2 separate regions of the Oryctolagus cuniculus genome follow, and region 2 is linked to region 1. A link is a contact called in public Micro-C data. All regions are on one chromosome and are shown on one strand. The core of a region is the stretch at or near the end of the contact, and the rest is flanking DNA. Distances in the headings are between cores, read along the strand shown.

Region 1 (6,233 bases), core at 1,228-3,727:
GAGCCACTTCTCCAGCAGCTGCCCTGGAGCCCTGTCAGGGCGAGCCTGGGCTCTGACTTCTTCCCAGCCTGGCCATGCTAAGGGCTACCCTTGCTGGATCCATACCCCTCCACCCCCAGGGAACAGCTGGGAGTGGGGTGGCGGGCATCCCCAAGGTGGGGAGGCCCTGTTCGCGCCCGCCAGTCATGTCCCCTGTTCTTGGCATCTTTAGACTCCGAAATCACACATCAAGGTCCATAACTCACTTCACCAAAGGTCCACCAGAGTCAGTTCCAGGGAGCAGGGCTCTCGGGTGTGCGCCAGAGTGGGGGCCGGGGGGTGCTCATGGTCTGTGAGAGACCCTGGAAGGAAGGATGGGCTGGGGCCTCGTAATTACCTGTGCACATTTCTGTAGCTGCAAATGAAAAAAAAAAAAACTAAAAACAGGGTTTGGTTTGGAAGGCTTTGGTTTGATTTATCAATGTTTAAAATGCACATACTTGTTCACCCAGCCTGTCTTAGTTACAAATAACAGCTTATCCCAGAGTTATATTCACATATGTGCATGAGACATTTTTGACAAGGATTTTTTAAAAAAGATTTATTTATTTATTTGAAAGTCAGAGTTACACACAGAGAGAAGCAGAGAGAGAGAGAGAGGTCTTCCATCCATTGGTCCATCCCCAATTGGCTCAATTGGCTGCAACAGCCGGTGCTGCACCGATCAGGATCCAGGAGCCAGGAGCTTCTTCCAGGTCTCCCACACGGGTGCAGGAGCCCAAGGACCTGGGCCATCTTCTACTGCTTTCCTAGGCCACAGCAGAGAGCTAGATCAAAAGTGGAGCAGCCAGGTCTTGAACCGGTATCACTGCAGGCAGTGGCTTTACCCGCTATGCCACAGTGCCAGCCCCAAGGATCTTTACTATAGCACAGTTTGCAAGAGTAGACGCATTGGAAACAACTAAAAGTCTATCATGAGGAAGACTGCTAAAGCAAATGCGGCACATCCATATTGTCCAGTGTGTAATAATAGTGCTAATACGTGGCCACTCAAAAGAGCAAGTAGGGGACAGGTGTTTGGCCTAGAGGTTAAGATACTGGTGGAGGTACCTGGGTCCCTTATCCTGAGGACTTGGGTTCAATACCCAGCTCCGGTTCCTGATTCCAGCTTCCTGCGAGTGAGAGACAGCGTTCATGGATGAAGACACTGGGTTCCTGTCATCCACACGGGTGACCTGGATTGCTTTCCCGGCTCCTGGCTTTGGCTCAGTCTGCTCTCAGTCACTGCAGGCTGAAGTGAACCAACAGGTGGAAGTGCTCTGTCGCTTACTCTCTCTCTAATAAATATTTTTTGAAAAGAAGAGTAAGTTGGGGACCAACACTGTGGTATAGCAGGTAAAACTGCCATCTGCGATGCCAGCATCCCACGTGGGCACCAGTTCGAGTCCTGGCTGCTCCATTGCCAAGTTAGCAGGGAGCTAACTTGGCCTGGGAAAATGGCTCAAATGCTTGGGCCCCTGCTACCCTTGTGGGAGACCTGGAAGAAGCTCCTGGCTCTTGGCTTTCCTGGCCAAGTCTTGGCCATTGTGGGCCATTTGGGGAGTGAAACCAGAGGATGAAAGATATCTTTGTGTCTAAGTAAATAAAATATTTTTTTAAAAAAGCAGAGTAAATTGGATAGTTGGATTTACAGATCTCGAGGGTGCATGGTTCAGTGGCGAAGCAGATTGGTATGACAACTCATAGCCGTAAAAGCAAAGGTGGGAAGTGGACAGCTGAGCGGGTGCACGTGGGTATTCTGGGATGGAAAGACACACCAGAGGCCCTCCCATGGTTGTCCTTATGAAGGCGAACTGGGTGGGGGTAGGGGTTCCGGGAGGAAAACGCACATCCTTTTGCAATGTTTGAATATTTTATTTATATGTATGCATTTCCTAGATTGACCAAGTACTAACATTTCCAAAAATAGGATTTGAAGTGGAGTGTAGAACCTCTATATGTGGCCCAGACAGTACAGACTACACTGGGCGAAAGGACATCCTACCGGCGTTCCAAGGACAGACAGCAGACGGCAGTGAGGATGATGCGAATGCGAGTGCGGCTGTGGGCAGGGGGTGGCGCTAGAGAGGCCAGGCCTGGGACTGGGCCTGCGCAGGGCAGCGCAGTGCTTTAAATAAACGCTCCCTGCAAAGGCGGCCTGCAGAGAGCAGACAGCCTAGATCATCAGAGGGTCGGGGCGCGACGCTAATAATAACAATAATACATTTTTTAAAAAGCCACCGAAGCTGAGATGGCCCGTGGCCCTCGGAGCACTGGCTCGGCTGTGCTGCAACGATGATGCGTGCCTGAGCGGCAGCGCGGGAAAGAACAAGGCCGGGGTCCCCAGGGGCCGCTCTGAAGACGCCCGGCGCTCCCCGGGCAGCGCGGGTTCCGTTCGCTGGCGGGGGACGGCGCGCGGCCTCAGCTCTTCTTGCGCAGCTGGCTGTACTGCGCGCGGCCCAGGATGGGCTCCAGGACGCTGGGCCGGAAGAAGCTGTCGCTGACCCTGCGCGTGGGCTTCTCGCGCGGCGCGGCCAGGAAGCCCGAGCGCGGCGCGGCGAGCGGTTCCGCCTTGTCCTCCAGCCCCGGGCCCCGCGCGCTGCGCAGGCCGCCGCGGGGCGGCGCGGGGCGCGGCGCGGGCTCCGGGCTGGCGGGAGGCGCCGCCGACCCCTTGCGCTCCGGCTCGGCCGGCGGGTTGTCGATGTCGCGGAACTCGCTTTCGGGCTCCATCAGCGACAACCTGGGGAGCTGAGGGCCCGGCGGTCACGTTAGGGGCCCCGGCGTGGCTCTCGTCCCTGGGTCTCCAACCCTCTTCTGCCTACCCCACCCCCCATTCATTGCCACTCCCGGAGCGGCCATCGGGAAGGCACAGGCTGGGGTGTGGGACAGCGGGAGGGGGTGGGAGTGCAGGGAGACCCTTGAGGTGGCGCCTGCACTGAGCTCTCCGCGGGGAAGGCCCTGGTACCCGATTCCCACAGGTCCCTTGGGCCTTCCTAACTCTTCTTGGGCCAGAGCTGCAAGCTGCGTGGTCTACACACTGACTCCGCCCAGGGGCCGGGGTTCTGTCTGGTCATGTTGGGGTGGGGGGCGGCGAGATGCACGGGGTGCAGAGACTGAGTGATGTAGCTCCTTGCTGGCTCTAACAGCGCCTCTGGCCCTGGCCAGCCCCCACCAGCCTGCACAATGTGACTTGCTCTGGGAATGGGCCCCAAGAGATGGCAATGCTGTCCTCGGGGTTTTCCTCTGGGTGACAGTATCGGAATGGACTCCACTGGTAACCCTTGAAACTCGTGCCCCACCTGTCCTGTGTGGTGCAGAACTCCTCCAACCCCTGCTTGGGCAGCAGCCCCCAGACCTGCCAGATCCTTCAGCTGGGGGTTGGGGGAAGCTTCAGAGGGATGGTGGGAGACTCCTGCTGGCACAGTGACCAAGGCCATGGGCCACGCTGCTCCCGGGGTTGGGGGACCCCCATATATGTGAATGTTCCCAGGGCACTGCGGCTTGCAGGGGGTTAGTCCCCTGGGCTGAGGGGATGGAGGGTCTGCAGCCCCTTCAGTGAACTCTATCATGGAGAGAGTGCCCGCTTAGCCCGGGGTGAGACTCACCGGCACGTAGTGCACCACAGTGTCCACCACGTTGTCAGTAACGCCCTTCAGGGCATCCGAGAGGGACATGGCCCTGCCCTTGGTGGAGGAGGCAGCGTGGGCGGGCGTGAGGTGCAGCATCCTCCCTGCCGTGCCCAGCACGGCCCTGGGTGCCCACGTCACGGCCGAAATGGTGCCATACAGGGTTTTCTGCAGGGTGTGCGCCACGCTGCCCAGGAGGCCTTGCGGGCTGGGCAGGGCTGCTACCTGCGGGCCAGAGCGCAGTCAGAGACTCCCCTGCCCACCCCCCCCCCCACCTCTCCTGGCTACCAGGGCTGCCCTAGAGTCAGAGGGGAAAACATGTGGACGTCAAATTGAAGATACTTGGGGCCTGCTCTGGCACAGCTGTGTGTCCTTAGGATTGTCCCTCCCCCTTTTCTGCCCCTCAGTGCTTTGATCTGTAAAAAGGGCCAAGACTCCCCGCCCTGCCTGATTTCCCGGGGGTGCCGTGAGGGACCGCTGAGAGTGACAGGGAGGTCCTGGGCGTTTGGGGCGGGGTGAAGCATGCTGCAGCCATGTCCCACGGCCCGAGGCTGGGGCAGAGACCCCTACTGCCCCCTCTGCCTCTGCCCCTCCCCCCTGTGGGCTGAGGGACCTTGAGCTCCCATGGGCCCCGCACCTCTCTGAGCTTGTACTCCTCCGTCTCCGACTCTGACTCCTCCTCTGTCTCCTCTCCTTCTGTGTCTGTCTGGTCGGCGTGTTCCTCCTCCTGGGCCGCAGCAAGATGGTGCAGCCAGGGCACGCGGACCTCGCTCCGCCTCCGAGACACCACCTGCATGGCCGCCGCCGCGCCCCACTGGGCCAGGCTACTCTGAGGGCGGGACGGCAGCGTGTCACTGGTGAGGCCGGCGAGCCCCAACAGCCAGGGTCCCTGGCCCCAGGGTCAGAGCAAGGTGGGGCCCTAACAGGATGTTCTTTAACTTTTCGTTGAGTGGTCACTTCCACAGGCTACGGTGCATCCTTCCTTTTGGGCACACAGCTGTGTAACTACCGCAGGCCAAGGCGGAGAGCACTGCCAACACCCCAGGGAGCCCCGGTGCCCCCTCTCATCCACACTCCCACAAGAGTGGCCAAGGATTCTGACTGCTTCACCATGCATTGCTTTTGCTTATGCTAGAACTTTGTGCAAATGGATCACACAACGTGCATTCCCCCATGATAGTGTCTGCAGCTCCATGGAATGGCATGACAGGCACCCCTGTTGCTGCATACGTAAGTAGTTCCTTTTTTTTTTCTTTAAGATTTATTTACTTTTTTGAGAGGCAGAGTTACAGAGAGAGGGAGAGACAGAGAGAGAGGTCTTCCATCTGCTGGTTCACTCCCTAGATGGCCACAATGGCGGGAGCTGAGTTGATCCAAAGCCAGGAGCTTCTTCTGGGTCTCCCACTTGGTAAAGGGGGCCAAACACTTGGGCCATCTTCCACTGCTTTCCCAGGCACATTAGCAGGAAGCTGGATCAGAAGTGGAGCAGCCGGGACTCGAACCGGTGCCCATATGGGATGCCGGCACTGGAGGCAACTGCTTAACCTACTATGCCACGGCACTGGCCCCAGTTCCTTCTTTTTCATGTGTGCGTGATAGTCTATGGTGTGCAATCACTGCAGTTCACCCCTTCTTCTACTGGTGGACACTTGCATTGTTTCCAGTTCTCAATGAAGGATAAAGCCAATTGGAATGTTTCTGACATGACGTAAGCATTCATTCTGCAAACCAGGGTCTCCTTACACAGCTTTCAGATCACTGTTCTAGGGGAATGGTGGCACCTGAGACTCTGTCCCCTCCGGGCCAGGGGGAGGTGTGTGTGTGTGTGTGTGTGTGTTTCAGCCCCCTCCAGGCCAGGGGGAGGGGTGTGTGTGTGTGTGTGTGTGTGTGTGTATGAGCCTCCTCTGGGCCAGGGGGAGGTGTGTATGTTGTGTTTGTGTGTGTGAGCCTCCTCTGGGCCAGGGGGAGGAGTGTGTGTGTGTGTCAGTCCCCTCCAGGCCAGGGAGAGGGGTGTGTGTGTGTGTGTGTGTGTCTGTGTGTTTCAGCCCCCTCCAGGCCAGGGGGAGGGGTGTGTGTGTGTGTGTGTGTGTGAGCCTCCTCCAGGCCAGGGGGAGGTATGTGTATGTGTGTGTGTGTGTTTCAGCCCCCTCCGGGCCAGGGGGAGGTGTGTGTGTGTGTGTGTGTGTATGAGCCTCCTCTGGGCCAGGGGGAGGTATGTATGTGTGTGTGTGTGTGTGTGAGCCTCCTCTGGGCCAGGGGGAGGTGTGTGTGTGTATGTGTGTTTCAGCCCCCTCCAGGCCAGGGGGAGGTGTGTGTGTGTGTGTCAGTCCCCTCCAGGCCAGGGAGAGGGGTGTGTGTGTGTGTCAGTCCCCTCCAGGCCAGGGAGAGGGGTGTGTGTGTGTGTGTGTGTGTCTGTGTGTTTCAGCCCCCTCCAGGCCAGGGGGAGGGGTGTGTGTGTGTGTGTGTGTGTGAGCCTCCTCTGGGTCAGGGGGAAGTGTGTGTGTGTGTGTGTGTATGTGTGAGCCCCCTCCAGGCCAGGGGGAGGGTGTGTGTGTGTGTGTGAGCCTCCTCCGGGCCAGGGGGAGGGGT
Region 2 (6,233 bases), core at 2,319-4,818, 66 kb after region 1:
CGCGTCCACCTGCGGGCGGCAGAGGAGGAGCCGTCGACTCCCCCTGGTAGAAGAGGCTTCCACTTGCTGGCTTCTTCCTGCTGAGACCAGAGACACTGAGCCAGACAGGTAGGAGAGGGCACCCTACGCACTGATGCACGCCCCCAGATGCCCAGGGTAGCCAAAGCCCGAGCCAAGAACTCAATCCAGGCGTCCCACGCCTTGAGCCGTCACTGCCGCCTCCCAGGCTGTGCGTTAGCAGGAAGCTGGAGTTGGGAGTGAAGCCGGGACTGAGATGCGGGCAGCTGGGACTTGGGCATCTTGTTGATGGTTCCCGCCATGATGGGACTACCATTTGGGCTGCAGTGGGGTCACCCAGAGCCGGCTGACCTGGCAGATGTCCTCGTGTCCTGGGACCTCTGAGTCGCAGCCACCTCCCCTTCCTCTGACTCTTGCCACAGAAGGAATGAAGGCAAATGCTTGGAGCTTCGGGTTTGAACTCCAGCTCTTCATTTGCCTCTCAGAGCCCCGTTTTGCTCAGTCATTCAAAAAAATACTGCTGTGTGCCGAGCACTTGTGAGGACGTTTTGGTGGTGAGATGTGGCATGAGATGACAGATGTCAGGTGCAGGTGCGCGGCGCCGGGCTTGGTGCTGTGTCCTCTCGCTGCTATCCCAAATGTCACCACCAGGAGGCGCCAGGGGCACCTCCCTGTCCTTTCCAAGTTTTGGTAGGTCCCTTGTGTGGCTGTCAGCGTCTCCCAGACAGAAGTATCCCTGTTCATCAGGACAGGAATGTGGTCCTGTGAGTGTCAGGAGAGAGGGCCAAGCAGAGAGTGGTAGACATTGTCCTAGAGATGTGCCAAGAACAACCGCCCTTGCTCCTCCTGAGCCCTGGGGCCTGGCTGGCCTTGCGGAGCAGGGCTGGCCGACATCAGGCCCATGGGCCAGGTGAGGCTGGGAGATCGCTGGGTCTGGCCCTGCCAAGGCACTGGCAGGTGGGACTTGAAATTCAGTGCATCTGTAGCAGGCTGTTTTGACACTGACAGTTTTGTATGGCCCGCAAATGATGTCATAAATACCCAAATGGCAGAAGGAAGGCTCCCCAGCCACCTCGGGCAGCCTGTCAAGTGGTCCAGGAAAACCTCTGTGGCGAGACACATGGTGAAAGGGTTAACAGCGATGAAATCAGGGACGTCTGGAGAGCGAGAAGGGGAGGGGGAAGGAGGAGGGGGAGGGGAGAGGGGAGGGGAAAGGGAAAGGGAAGGGGAGAAGGGGAGGGAAAGGGGGAAGGGGAAGGAAGGGGGAGGGGAGAGCAAAGGGGAGAGGGGGAGGGAAAGGGGGAGAGGGGGAGGGAAAGGGGGAGAGGGAAGGGAAGAGGGGGAGGGAAAGGGGGAGAGGGAAGGGAAGAGGGGGAGGGAAAGGGGGAAAGGGAGAGAAAGAATGTTACTTCTTTATGGATTTGAAATTTCTCAAAAAGAAAAGTTGTAGGATATTTGTAATGTAATCCTGATTTTGAGTGAGTGGGGACTGGCAGGGTGTACAACCATGGTGGCGCTGGCTACATCTGGGAGAGGCAAGCGTGTGCGGTTTTCTGCTTTGTGTTTTCCCTGTGTGCGACTTTTCTACCAACAGTGTGCATGGGGAGTGTGCAGTGGTGTGGGGTGAAGCTGCCTCTGGGGGCTCCCACACCCGTCTCAGAGCGCCTGGGCTGAGTTGCTCCTCCACTCCTGGTCCAGCGTCCTGCTGGTGTGCACCCAGAGAGGCGGCGGCGGCAGCTCGAGTACTTGGGTCCCTGCCACTCGTGGGAGATCCAGTGTTCTTGGCTCTTGACTTTGGGCTGGCCCAAACCCAGCTGTTGTGGGCATTTAGGGAGTGAACGAGGGGTGGAAGACAGATCTCTCTCTCTCTCTCTCTCTCTCTCTCTCTCTGTCGCTCTCCTTTTCAAATACATAAAATTAATAAACCTTTTAAAAATGGTGAAATGTAAACCAGGAGCATGGTGTTAGATCGTGGCCGCAGGAGCAGTTCCCCTGGGGAGGGCCTGGCCCAGCTTGCCTGTGCTCTTGACAGAGGGCCCAGACCTTGTTTATTGAACTTGTTTCTGTTGCTGTGGACTCTGGCCACACCCCTGCCCTTTCCTGTCTGCAGAGCCAGAGGCTGCCCTCCTGGGCGTGGGCCGGAGCCAGCGGCTGCAGCCCAGGGCGGCTCCCTCCCACCTCCCCGCCCACGGTGACCGGACACCAGCCACCTGCTGAACCTACTCCCGCAGCTCCCTCAGACCCAGAGCCCCACACCGGAACCCACTGAGGAAAGCGAGTTCACCCTCTCCAAGTTCTGTATGAACTTGCAGAAATTTGAAAAAGCAGGAGAATACAGCCACGAAGTGTTTATCAGCCTTAGCGCTTCCACCAGAAAACTGAGCACTGCGGTTACCGTGAGGGGAATGCATTTAAAAACAATAACGCATTCCATACGTGTTTTTTAAAAAAATGTATTTGCTCCCACTGCATTTGAAAGTCAGATATCTTCCATTTCCTGGGTCACTCCCCCAAATGTCCACAACAGCCAGGGCTGGGTCGGGCTGAAGCCAGGGGCCCGGAACTCCATTCAGGTCTCCCCTGTGGGGCACGGGGCTGGAGGACTTGAGCCGCCATCTCCTGCCTCCCCTGGGTGGTGGCAGGAAGCGAATCAGAAGGGAACCGGGACTGGAACGCAGGTGCTCCGATACAGACCTGAGTGTCTGGAGCGACACCTTACCCACTCCACGAGACGCCCGCCCTCTGTCCACTGTTTGTAGATCCGGTATCACACGGCCCTGCGGGACTTCACTTTTTCCTGGGGGGCTCTGTGGGCGGTGGGAAGAGTCCCTGTGTCCTGACTTCCTCGCTCTGGGCCGCGAGGCCCCTGCCAGCCCCTCACCTCCGTGTGCCTCGCTGTCTCCCAGCTGTCTCCTGGGAAGGGCGGGGTGCCGAGGGCCCCCCAGAGCCCACGGCTGGGAGGAGAGGCGGCAGCCACGTGGGGCAGGGTGGGGGCTGAGATGGGCAGGGGCGAGCTTTGGGGAGGAGACAGTGCGTGGTGGGCGTAGGCCGGGCTCCTGGTTACCTCAGCCTGAACCTGAAGGACCATCTACAGGGCCCTGACGCTAAGACGCGAATCCTGTGCCCCTGGCAGCCGCGGGTGACCGGGGAGCACCGAGCTCCAGTCGGTGCCTGGGCCTTCCCAGAGAGGTCCCCGGGTGTTTCACGGGGGACGTGCCCGCAGCCAGACCCTCACTGACAGCCCACCACCGGAGGCGGGGGTTGGGGGGCAGGTGGGGAGGGTCCCAAGGAGTTTGCTCCCCAGTGTTTTCTTCCCGTTTACTCCTTGTGTCTAAAATCGCGTCCTTGGCCCTAAAACTAGGTGAAACTGTAAGGCAGTGGGTCTGTGTAGCAACAGATGGAAAGTTCCAGAACTGCAGTGGCCAGCCAGTCAGCAGCCAGTGGGCCGCCCCACCCCGCCCAGCTGCCCCGGCCCCCCGCTGTGATCACACCAGGACAGAATTTTCAGGACCCCGTGGGACACACAGCAGCAGACTCTTGGCCCATAGTCCCTGTGGCGTGCAAGGCCCAGCAAGGTCCAGGCCCCACCCCCTCGCCTTCGCGGGTGACCCCATGTGTTTGCATCAAGCCTGGGGGTGAATTACTGCAGATCCTTAGGCACAGAAGTGCGCAGAGCCAGGGTTGAGGTGGCTGCCCCGCGCTCCCCACGTGGCAGCGTTCCCGCCACCTCTGCCCCGGCTGGCAGGGGCAACCTCGCCTCCAGCTGCCTGGCGCACGCCGCCCCTTGAATGCTCTCACCCTGGCAGTCCCCTCCGCCCGCCGGCTCGTGCTCACCGCGGCCCGTGTCAGCAAACAAGGAAGCACCCACCTAGCTCCAGAGCTGTGGGAGCCACCGTGCAGGCCTCGCCCTGCTTCCAGCCCGGCCGCCCCGCCCCTCGCCCCTCCAGCCGCTGTGCTGGGGAGTCTTCCCTGACGTCCCGCAGCCTGCGGGTTCTTGGGGGTGGCTCCAGGCTGCGGCAGGGGCACAGGGGGCCGTGAGCGCGTCCCGCCCTGCGTCTTGCACACAGGACGTGGCCAGGCACTCAGGGAAGGGCTGGAAGCCACTCGCTCGGTGTTGCGTGAGCTTGGAAAGTCGGGCACACTGGAGACCCCTCTCCCCTGTGGACGCCCGTTTCCTCCCCGTCAGGACGTGGCCACTTTTCTCGCTTTGGGTTGAAGTTATTTTGATTGTGTCAACCGGGCAGGAAATCAGCCTAGTCAAGAGGGAAAAAAAAAAAAAAAAAAAAAAAAAACTTCTATTTGAGGCTAATTAGGATCGCAGTCCAAGAAAACAGATTCAAGGGGCCACGAAAACACGCTGTAAGATTGAACTGAATGCGGTGGTATTTAAAGACCCCCCAGCGGGTGGGGGTCCCGTGAGTTATTTGTCGGGAGTTGTGGTGGGCACCGGTGCGGGCTGGGGTCCAGGCTCTTGCCTTGCACGGAGGCGAACCTTCCGAGTGCAGGCACGAATACGGTGCAGAAAGTGATACAGAAAATCTGTTCACATGACGGGAGCGTGAACCCACAGACGCACACGAGCGTGGCTTGCCCACACTCATGAAGGGTGGGCAGTGGGCCCGCAAGGAGGGGGTGGGGGAGGGGAGAGAGGGCTTCCCGCCCCCCCAACCCTTCCACCCCACCCCCCACCCAGCCAGCAGCAGCTCCAGCCATGGTCTGTGGTGGAAGAGCAAGAGAGAACAAGAGCTCCGGCCTGATGCTGGCCCCTCCATGAGGGAGGGGGCGGGGCCTCTCCAGGTGGGAAGCCACCTGGGAATTACCTGGCAGCTCCGCAAGTTCCGCGTAGAGCTCCATATCGTGGCACACACACACACCCCCCCAGGTCCTGGATGAAGCAAATGCATCCAGCAAAGGGGGCATTTTGATTGACAAGTAGGAGGTTAGGAGGGTAGAATTACACATGGGGCCCTCCAGCTCAGCAGACCTAAACCAAGCCCCGCCTGCCCCCGCTCAGCACTAACAGAGCAGAGCTGTCCTGTAAGAAAGGGACGGGGCAGGCCTCAGACTATAGGGAACTATAGGGCAGCAGGTGGCTCCCAAAAGCCAGGGCACTGCAGTTTGGGCCACCCCAGAGGTCTGCATGCCGGCTCCGCTGCCCAAGCGCATCTCCCATCCTGGAGTGTCTGGATTCGGCGCCCACCTCCTCACTCCAGTTTCCTGCTCATGTCGACCCTGGGAGGCAGCGGTGATGATGCGGGGTTCCTGCCACCCGTGTGAGAGAGCTGGATGGAGTGCCCAGATCCTGGGCCATTGCTAGCATTGTAGGAAGGCGCGATCTGATAAGAGTGACTCTGTCTCTCCCCTCCTCCCCACTGCCTCTTAAATTTTTAAGTCCAGCTGCAGATCCGTCTGAAACCCGATTTAAACGGCCTCCAGAGTCCATTCTAAGGACTGGAACCAGCATTTTGGTTTTCTTCCCGACCACTGCTTATTCAGCTGGCGGGATTGTTAGTCTTCCCTGGGCTTTGCTGCTGCGCCTCCGCACCGGCCAGGCTCTGGCGCCCTCTGGTGGTGCGAATGCGCAAACGCTCTGGTCCTGTGGGTCCTGTGTCCACAGCACTTTCGCGTGGCGTTTTTCACCGCACCTCTAGAGAAAGCCCTCCTCCGGCCAGCGTGGTGTTTGAGAAGTCACCCGTTCTGGTCTTTCTTTTAGACCATATTCTAGTTCCACCTAACTGCCCAGCTGCCCCCTGCACGGCCTCCGGTTGAAGCAATGTGACGGAGGGAGAGCATAGGTGCATGTCTGAAAAGGAGCAGCCGGGACTTGAACCAGTGCCCATATGGGATGCCAGTGGTGCAGGCTGTGCCGCCATGCCGGCCCGCCAAGAGCAAGGTTTGCACGCGGGCGGCGTGAATGAGAAGCCTGGTTTTCTGACCTGCACCTCACTCCTAGCTGCCGGCCTGCTGCCCTCCCCCTACGCGTGGGCCAAGCCCAGCACTGCAGCCCCGACCCTCCCAGTCCTTGCCGGGAAGACTAAAGAGCATGGCGGGTGTGTGAGGGCCGCCCGGGTGTTACCAGGATGTATTTCATGTGAAAAACCAGAGCGCACAGCGCCTCTTCCCATGTCCAGTTTTCAGGATTATGTGCGTGTCCGAACTCGTGTGTGAACATTTTAAAAGGTGTACTAGGTGTTGTTGGCACCAGTGTTGTGGCA

Evidence for each region. Hi-C and Micro-C count contacts between places; a contact is called where the count stands out from the background.
Region 2: a contact with region 1 is called in a Micro-C map of ear pinna, with 4 times the contacts expected there. The contact joins two enhancer-like sites. A contact is called at or near these places in 3 of 6 Hi-C or Micro-C datasets (ear pinna, psoas muscle and an unstated tissue).

The regions. Positions count from the first base shown.
Region 1 is chr12:99,735,519-99,741,751 of mOryCun1.1, forward strand. PLIN1 (perilipin 1) reads right to left here. Exons shown (of 9, transcript XM_070054543.1): 7 at 4,282-4,473; 8 at 3,624-3,869; 9 at 1,873-2,766. The coding sequence ends at 2,440. Among named protein-coding and RNA genes, the nearest start is that of KIF7, 10 kb to the left of the region's middle. Within about 2 kb of position 2,478, at least 2 of the 8 cell types and tissues checked have an H3K27ac peak or open chromatin away from gene starts, as enhancers often do. A contact at or near this core is called in ear pinna, where this site is marked.
Region 2 is chr12:99,800,538-99,806,770 of mOryCun1.1, forward strand. All of the region lies in intron 13 of WDR93 (WD repeat domain 93), which reads left to right. Among named protein-coding and RNA genes, the nearest start is that of PLIN1, 3.9 kb to the left of the region's middle. Within about 2 kb of position 3,569, at least 2 of the 8 cell types and tissues checked have an H3K27ac peak or open chromatin away from gene starts, as enhancers often do. A contact at or near this core is called in ear pinna, where this site is marked.